2 separate regions of the Triticum aestivum genome follow, and region 2 is linked to region 1. The links are chromatin contacts, called in public Hi-C maps. All regions are on one chromosome and are shown on one strand. The core of a region is the stretch at or near the end of the contact, and the rest is flanking DNA. Distances in the headings are between cores, read along the strand shown.

Region 1 (4,515 bases), core at 986-3,485:
AAGCTCTCCAATTAGCCTGCAAAAAAACATATGATACTAATCTATGATACTATGCACTATGGATGTAGTATCATACACTCTCCACTATGACCAGCCTTAAACATTCGTGCGGTGCATTTTTCTAAGCCAACTTTACATGAGAAATTAGCATGAACAAACCAACTTAGGAAGACAACTAGGCAGACTCTTGGGACTTCTATTTCTATATCGAAAAGAAAATCAATCTCTACTACTTCAAAAATAAGTGGTGTTCTTTTTTCTGTCAAGCAGAACTTTTCGTCAACCGGTTTCCCTTATACGACCATGTCCCTTTATCGATTTTTTCCATCCAGCCTTTTTTCCCACCCCGCCATATTTGACCGCACCTTCACTTATGATAATCAATCATCTTAATTTACTTATCTTCTGAACCATTTTTACCATAATTTACTTACGAAACTTCTCATCAAATTATAAGGTAAATTAGTTACATATTTTGGTAAGCATTTATTTACAGAATCACATTTAGTTACATAATATTTATACTGTGTAGCAACGCAGTGCATTGTTCTAGTTTGCTAAAAAGTTACTTATATTTCTCGTACTAAGGTGTGTGAAGAACTTGCTTTATATGTTTTTTCTCCTCTCTCCTCCACATCATGGATTTTTCCTTTGCGATGAACACCCTAATAGAACAAATTAGGTGACAAGCACATTGTGTCATTGCTATTACAAAGTACAAACATTATAACATCATAAAGATTTGACAAGAACATCTTGAATAATAGGACACTACTAGAACAAGATTGATCAGTTTAGAGAAATTTATGGAAAATAAATCAAGTAAAATGAACAAATGTTACACTTATTACGTAAAGTAATGTTTTTTTTGAAATTATGATAAATATGGACCACAAATGATTTTATCACTTTACCAAATTTCACACATGCACATTCCTATCCATATTCTGCATCTGTGGTTTTTAGTCACAATCTTGTTAGAAAAATCTTAGAGAAACAACTCTTTGCTAGTGTTATATGTCATCACCATATGGTCCGATGCTATTTTTTGGTAGTGCAACCCTTATCACAAACATTTGGTCATCTCGCACACATGTACACAACTTGTAGCATTGGCGGTGATATGTTATTGCACTTCGTTACATCATCTCCTACCTCTGTATGGGTTTGCGAATGGCATTTTTTCAAACCCGTAGGTAACGACAATTATGATTCCTTATGATTTATCTTCCAATATATTTTGTCGCGATCACAACTCATTTACATCTCATCGATCCATTATCAGCTATTTTTGCATAGTGTAAATGTCATTTGTTGTACTTTTTAGCTCAGAAGAACTTTCAAAAAGTTTCTTTTAACATGTATCATGAATTGAGGGAAGGGTTAAATGTGGGTTGGTATTTAAAATTACATGATACAATACTAAATTACGATCCTTTACTTTCTTGGACGTGCTAGAGCAACCCATATCGATATGTTTTGTAAATGACACGTTCCCAAACCCGTAGGTTGCGACGATTATGGCCCCTTGTGCCTTATCTTTCAATCTATTTTGTCGCGAAGAGTTGACGTGCCTTAAACTCAACTCGGCAACGGATCACAACTCATTTTACATCTCATTGATCCAATGTCAGCAATTTTGGGCATAGCGTCAATGCCATTTGTTTGCAACTGGCGTGTTACCAAACCCGCAAGTTGCGACAATGGTGACCCCTTATGCCTTATCTTTCAATCTATTTTGTTGCGGGGAGGTGACGTGCCTTAAACTCAACTCGGTGATGGATCACAACTCATTTCTCATATATTTTTTTGCGGGTGACGGATCACAGCTCATTTATGTCTCATCAATCCAATGTCAGTAATTTTGGGCATTGCGGCAATGTCTTTTGTTGCGGTTAGTAGCTAAAAAGCATGCGCATATATTTTTTTATCTGACTTGCCATGTATCGGAAAATTAAGAAATGATTAAACATGAATTGGTATTTTAAATGACCTTAATAGCACTCTAATTCTATGGCAAGTTATGATGACATGAAATTAGTATAATTCTTTTCCCCATTTAATACTGCAACATATCAGCAATATGCCTAATTAACAATCGCACAAGACTACACGAATAAATATGAATATGAGTAGTAATTATAAATACTAAACGAAACGAATTTAGATCGGGAAAGGAGAAAACCAGTCGCCCGCCCCCGTCCGTTCTCGCTGCATCCACCGACAGAGAGAGCCGTCTCCTCCCAATTCCCATAAACACAAGCTCACACGCCTCCGCTCCGTGCCCAAACCCACCACCAATTCAACCGCGACCCAACCCACCCCGTCATTCTCACCACCGGCGCCTCCCCCCTCCTCAGATCCACGCGCGCCCGCGCGCGACCAGCCGCGATGACGGCCAAGGGCGGCGCGTCGCCGGCGCCGGGCGGCGCGGGAGCTGCGGCCAACGGGCGCTTCTTCACGGTCGGGCTCGTCACCGCCTGGTACTCCTCCAACATCGGCGTGCTCCTGCTCAACAAGTACCTCCTCAGCAACTATGGCTTCAAGTACCCCATCTTCCTCACCATGTGCCACATGTCCGCCTGCGCGCTCTTCTCCTACGCCGCCATCGCCTGGCTCCGGATCGTGCCCATGCAGCTCGTGCGCTCCCGCGTCCAGCTCGCCAAGATCTCCGCCCTCAGCCTCGTCTTCTGCGGCTCCGTCGTCTCCGGCAACGTCTCGCTCCGCTACCTGCCCGTCTCCTTCAACCAGGCCGTCGGTGCCACCACCCCTTTCTTCACCGCCGTATTCGCCTACATCATGACCGTCAAGCGGGAGTCGTGGATCACGTACCTCACTCTCGTCCCCGTCGTCACCGGCGTCGTCATCGCCAGCGGCGTAAGTTATTACCTGCTCCCTCTCCGTCGCTCGTTTTCGGTAGATCTGTTGGTGTCGGGGTTGGATCTGAGGGGAATTCGGGTTTCGCTAGCTCGGGATTCCGGAGCAGCGAGACTGAGATCTAGCTGATGGGGAGAGGAGGATCTGTCACAATAGTGTCTAATTACTTGGACTTAAATGGTAGGTGACTCCCTCAAGTTGATTGAGCGTGCTGTCTGATACGTCCACAACTTTCTTAACTAGGGAAAACTTTAGGGATGATGAGTTGGGCTGGGCAATAGTTATGCCTCATGTCCAGGCATCCTATAATCTTTTAAAAGCCATTTAGTTGTCTGGAGAGAAATCCGGTTGACTAATTGTGTGCATGATTCATATGTCATTGGGGGGGGATTGGTTTGGGTCCCTGAGGAAATATAATTGTTCTGCCATAAAACTCCACAGGGAAAATTTTAGTTTCCAAATTGACCTTTACAGGAAAACCCCATATTTATTTGTATCTCAACTTCATGGGTTTGTAAGTATTATAAGATTGGAGATAGAAAAAAGAAATTACTTGTCGATGCTGATGATATATAGCTTGAATACTCTTGACAAGGAAGATTTTATATTTGTCCATTAGTCCTTATGATGTTAGTTGTGGCATTATTAAGTTGAGCCCCTTGCGATGGGTGCTGCCTTATGTAGCTGTCGTAATTCCCAGTGTAACATACTAGGTCAGCAAATTGTGGGATGATGGTAGCAGCACTACATTTAGTAGATTATGGCTTGCATGTATCTTCTGTAGTTAGTGAACTGTTTCTATTCTAGTCTATGAGAGAGCTGGATTTGCATGTTTTTCATTAACTAACTATTAGTGCGCAAACCAAATTTACAGGGCGAGCCTAGCTTTCATCTGTTTGGATTCATCATGTGCATTGGAGCCACTGCCGCAAGGGCGTTGAAGACCGTGTTGCAAGGAATTCTTCTGTCGTCTGAGGGGTAATCAGTTTATCTCATTTGTATAGATGACACATTATAAATGGATGCTCTATACTATTCATGAGCAAAATATATAGACAACAAATAGGAAGCTTCTAGGATTTGTCTTTTTTGGTATATACTGGGTGTTGTGTGTATACTTCTAGGCTTTGTGTATATAGTTATATTTTGGCTCTTCCTTCTAAAAAAGCTATATCATGACTCTTGACTATTCTGCCGTCTTGCAGGGAGAAGCTTAATTCTATGAACCTGCTCTTGTACATGGCTCCGATTGCTGTCATTCTCTTGCTTCCTGCTACCCTCTTTATGGAGGATAATGTTGTTGGCGTTACAATAGAACTGGCCAAAAAGGATTTCACCATTGTTTGGTTGCTGTTGTTCAACTCTTGCTTGTCATATTTTGTCAATCTGACCAATTTCTTGGTGACCAAACATACTAGCGCATTGACTCTGCAGGTACGTCATCCTTTCTCACTGTTAATTAAATTCATTCCGTGCATAAGTTACTGGAGCATAGCTTAGCAGGTTGCGCAAGAACTTGTTTTACATGTGGCCTTTTATGCCAAAATCTCTTCCATTAACCTGCCACCTTGTAGATTTGAATTTAAAATGTAGTAAAACGATCTGGAATTATTATTCGTGATCCTTTATATAATTCAC
Region 2 (4,515 bases), core at 752-3,251, 650 kb before region 1:
CTACAGCACATACTACTAGCTCCAAAGATAGGCAAAGAAAGATCTTTTCTTAATCAAGTGGGCAGAACACATGGTTTTTGTCTAAAAAGGGAGCACATGTCCACATGCAGTAAACTTAAAAATAGGGGTCGAAGTGGCGGCAGATTGCATCTACTTATAACCAGCACAAAGATGTCTTAAGCACTGACACTGACCCCAACGCTGGCCGTACGAAGCCAGTCAACAAAGCACGGCGCTCTAACAGCAGCAGCATTGCGTGCAGTGCGGTGCGGCACTACGAAATTCACACGTGAAGATCAAAGCGGAGTGACGCGGACGCACCTGTGATCCTCTGCAGCGGGTTGAAGGTGAGCATCCTCTCGATGAGGTCCAGCGCGGCGGGCTGCACCTTGGGGAACTGTCCCGGGAAGGACCGGCGAGGGAACTGCGGCAGGTGCCTCATGTACCTCCTGGCGTCCTCGTTCCGGATGAAGCCCAGGTCGTCGTCGGTGGGGGTGCCGATCACCTCCGTGATGAGCCGCATCTGGTGCATGTGGTCCCTCCCCGGGAAGAGCGGCGCGCGGTTGATGAGCTCCATGAAGATGCAGCCGACGGACCAGACGTCGATGGCGGCCGAGTAGTCGGTGGAGTTGAGCAGCAGCTCCGGGGCCCGGTACCACCGCGTGACCACGTACTCCGTCATCATGTCGCTCTCCGACGACGGCCGCGCGAGGCCGAAGTCGCAGATCTTGAGGTCGCAGTTGGCGTTCAGTAGCAGGTTGCTCGGTTTCAGGTCGCGGTGGATCACGTTCGCCGAGTGGATGTACTTGAGGCCGCGCAGCAGCTGGTACAGGAAGTACTGAAAGCCACCCAAGAACACCACGGCACATGAATATACATACGGATCAAATCGTGACAAATATGAACAAAATCGATGGCTTATTTCTGTTCATTCAGAATATGATGCCCTTCTCTTCTCCTTAGTCCTTACTCCTTACTACCTGGCAGTGTTCTTCTGAGAGTTCTTGGTTGGAGCGGATGATGTGGTGGAGGTCCGTGTCCATGAGCTCGGTGGCGATGTAGACGTCGTTGAAGGACTGCGGGATCGCCGGCGGGATCACATCTCGGAGGCCTACTATCTGCGTGTGATGTCCGTCGATACAGCGTATCAGGTTAGCGCCTGAATTGCCGAATTCAGTCAGATACAAACATCTGAAGCGGAAGAGAAAGATGTTGATTACGTTCTCGTGGTCGAGGTGCCTGAGGAGCTTGATCTCCCGGAGCGTGCGCTTGGCGTCCATGTTGTTGTCGAAGGCGTTTGCGATCTTCTTGATTGCCACCATCTCCCTCGTCTCGAAGTTCATCACCGAGCTGCGCCCACGCAACCACAAGTGGAATTTCAGGACATGATTAAACACCACCAACCACTGAGCACTGACAGATTACTAACATATTTGCTCAACTGATAAAAGTATAGTGCTACTAAACTAGTGTTGTTCACAGAAAGGCGTGAATTGGCCTAACCCTATCTTTCCCCATGGCCCGAGCCAATTCCCCCTCTGTTTTCCGATCAGAGCCGCAACGACTCGAACAAGCTTGGCAGGAAATCGATGGTGATTGAGGAGCAAATTAAGATGAGGCGAAGGTACGTACCAGACGATCCCGTAGGCGCCGCGGCCGATGGGCATGATCGGCGGCTGGTACTTTGCCGTGATCTCGAACTGGTTGCCGAATATGTTGTAGAGGAGGAAGCGGCCGCCGTGCGTCATCGTCGGCCGGAACTCGGCCACCGGAGCGCCGTCCATTCTCAAACAGCCAAGAAACTAACCGGAAACCCAATCACAGGAGGCAACACGCACGGACGCACGCGCAACGGGATGAGGCTGAGCTGATGATTGACTTTATCCTGGCTCTCGATTCTTGTAGGGGTGAGGAGGAGGGAATTATAAATAGAAAAGGGCGGCTCCGCTAATGCTTTGCTCTCGGCTCAGCTGAGGAAGGTAGCGAGAAAGCGAGCGGGAGCACACCACAGCTGCTGTGCTGGTGCGCGCGGTCTCTCGCTCTTTTTTTGTGCGTATCGCCCGGGAACTGAGGGGATGGCGCCGGGACGGACGGACGGCCCGATGGAGGCCGTCTCGTGGCAGCGCGCTCATCGCACGGCTGGGGAGGGTTCAACGGTCAACCGGCAGCTGCTGCTCTCTTGTATGGAGACGCGCTGCACGCACCAACCGGATCGGGCTGGACCGGGAGCACTGTGGCTGGCGGGTGGGGCCGCGATTGTCAGTTTGTGTGCAGTACGCACGGATTGCGCGTGTCGCAGGGTGTTGAGGGCGTGGAAATCCAGGGGCCGATGGGGACGGAGCGGATGGAAGGTAGTAGCAGCCGACGCGCTATTATTTGGCTTGGCGACTCTGCTCGGTGTGGTGCCATTTGACCGACCGGTCACCTGGGTTTTTTTCTTTGGCTTTTCTTCGGCACCGTGGAAACGCTCCGGTTGGGAAGTCTACGCTCCAAATCTGGAGACGGGGCAATCCTGCGTCCCGGTCAAGAGGGGTGAGAGTCGTGGAATCACATACTCACTCCCTCCCATACGTAAGAAGTTTTTTTTTACTCTACTGCAATGTCAAAAATCGTTTTATGTAAAAAAAAGTGTCTTACATTATGGGATTGAGGAAGTAGTATTTCTCTTTGGGACGCGTACCGTGAATGATGCGTTACTCTCTTTTTTGCTATTAAAGAAGGGATGCAAGCGGCGCGGGTTGGCAGACCACAACACAGTGCAAAGTAGGCTACGAAGTTTTGCATGTTGTTATATTGTGGTAAGAAATCTTTTGTTGGAGGAAATTATCCAAGTGACAACACTATCATTTTATGCTCTTCACAGCGTAAGCAATCTTCATTGTGTCACTTCTAGTTAAAAGATTTCGATTAGAGGCCACAAGTCGTCGATGAATAGGTCCCGTGATGGCTTTTCAGTTTAGGAGATCAAATCTCTGATCAAGAGTGAGAGGAAGATAGAGATTATAGCTATCTGGCGTGAGATGAATAATGTTAACCATGAACTTGCTAGGATTGGCTGTATGGAGGTTAAAACAACAGTCTGGTTGCGTTCAAGATTGAATGGGGTAAAACTGTTGAAGTCGGATCTCTCTGATCCAGATTGATCAATAGAAAATCCCTCCCCTCACCTCCCCCCCCCCCAAAGTAGGCTGCAATTTGGGACCTTCCCGATACACTCCCTCTGTTCCTTTATGTAAGGTATATTTGCTTTTTGATAAAAATTCACAAGTAAGGTGTATTTGTTCTAATTCCTCATAATTCTAATCTTGACCCTCTAGAAAAAGGAAAGTATCTCTTCTTATATACAGAAAAAAAGGAAACTATCTCTCTCACGATTGCGTGTATCTCTCCCTTTCCTAGCCTAAAGGTTTATCTTGCCGCTAATCCACAAATTACACAAGGATAATTTCAGCATAAATTGTCTATAATTATATGCCTTGGTCACCGTGCTGGAAATAATAGACCTTACATAAAGGAATAAAGGGAGTATGATATATATAGGTAATTTGAAAAACATCATAACTACAATCCTAACCATAATGACCTGATTTCGCTAATTACAGTAGGCGCTAAATATGGAAAGGGGTAACAAAATACCAAGTATGTTTTATTTGCCTGACACTCCCTTGCAGACACATCAGAGTTTTGCGGAGATTGAGGCTGGTTTGGAGTACAAGAACAAAAGGGGACTACAACCCCTTGGTGAATATGTCCATGAACTATTGACATGACGGGTGACGCCTCCGATTCAATCGTACATTGATTATACATCAAATGTGTGCGATCAAGATCAGGAACTCACGGGAAGATATCACAACACAACTCTAGACACAAATTAAAGTCATACAAGCTTTATATTACAAGCCAGTGGCCTCGAGGGCTCGAATACAAACGAGTCAGCGAAAGCAACAATATCTAACTACATACATAAGGTAAACAAGTTTGCCTTAAGAAGGCTAGCACAAAAATAGCAACTATCGAAAAGCCAAGGCCTCCTACCTAGGAGCCTCCTATCTACTCCTGGTCATCGTCGGCCTCCACGTAGTAGTAGGCACCCTCGGGGTAGTAGCAGTCATCCGCGGTGGCATCTGGCTCCTGGGATCCGCCATCTGGTCGCAACAACCGGGTATAGGGGAGAAAGAGGTAGCAAAGCAACCGTGGGTACTCATCCAAAGTACTCGCAAGACTTACATCAGATCTACACTACATATGCATCGATATCAGTAAAAGGGGTAGTATCTGTGGACTAAACTGCAGAATGCCAGAATGAGAGGAGGAGAAGCTTGTCCTATAGAAGACTATGCTTCTGGCAGCCTCCATCTTGAAGCAGTAGAAGAGAGTAGCTGGTATAGTAACAAGTATCATCACATAGCATGATCCTACCCGGAGATCCTCTGCTCATCTCCCTGTGAGAAAGCAATCTCCGGGTTGTATCTGTCACTTATCTAGGTGTGTTTTATTAAGTATATGGTTTTA

The links. A called contact is a pair of places that touch in the nucleus more often than the background predicts.
Region 2: a Hi-C map of leaf shows a contact between it and region 1, with 3 times the contacts expected there. The contact joins the promoter of LOC123092500 here to the promoter of LOC123092495 in region 1. A contact is called at or near these places in 2 of 5 Hi-C or Micro-C datasets (both in leaf).

The regions. Positions count from the first base shown.
Region 1 is chr4B:425,145,656-425,150,170 of IWGSC CS RefSeq v2.1, reverse strand. It overlaps LOC123092495 (probable sugar phosphate/phosphate translocator At3g11320), which reads left to right and starts at 2,235. Exons shown (of 4, transcript XM_044514287.1): 1 at 2,235-2,877; 2 at 3,752-3,855; 3 at 4,083-4,311. The coding sequence starts at 2,392.
Region 2 is chr4B:425,796,930-425,801,444 of IWGSC CS RefSeq v2.1, reverse strand. It overlaps LOC123092500 (mitogen-activated protein kinase 5), which reads right to left and starts at 2,001. Exons shown (of 5, transcript XM_044514295.1): 1 at 1,633-2,001; 2 at 1,221-1,350; 3 at 981-1,118; 4 at 322-838. The coding sequence starts at 1,784.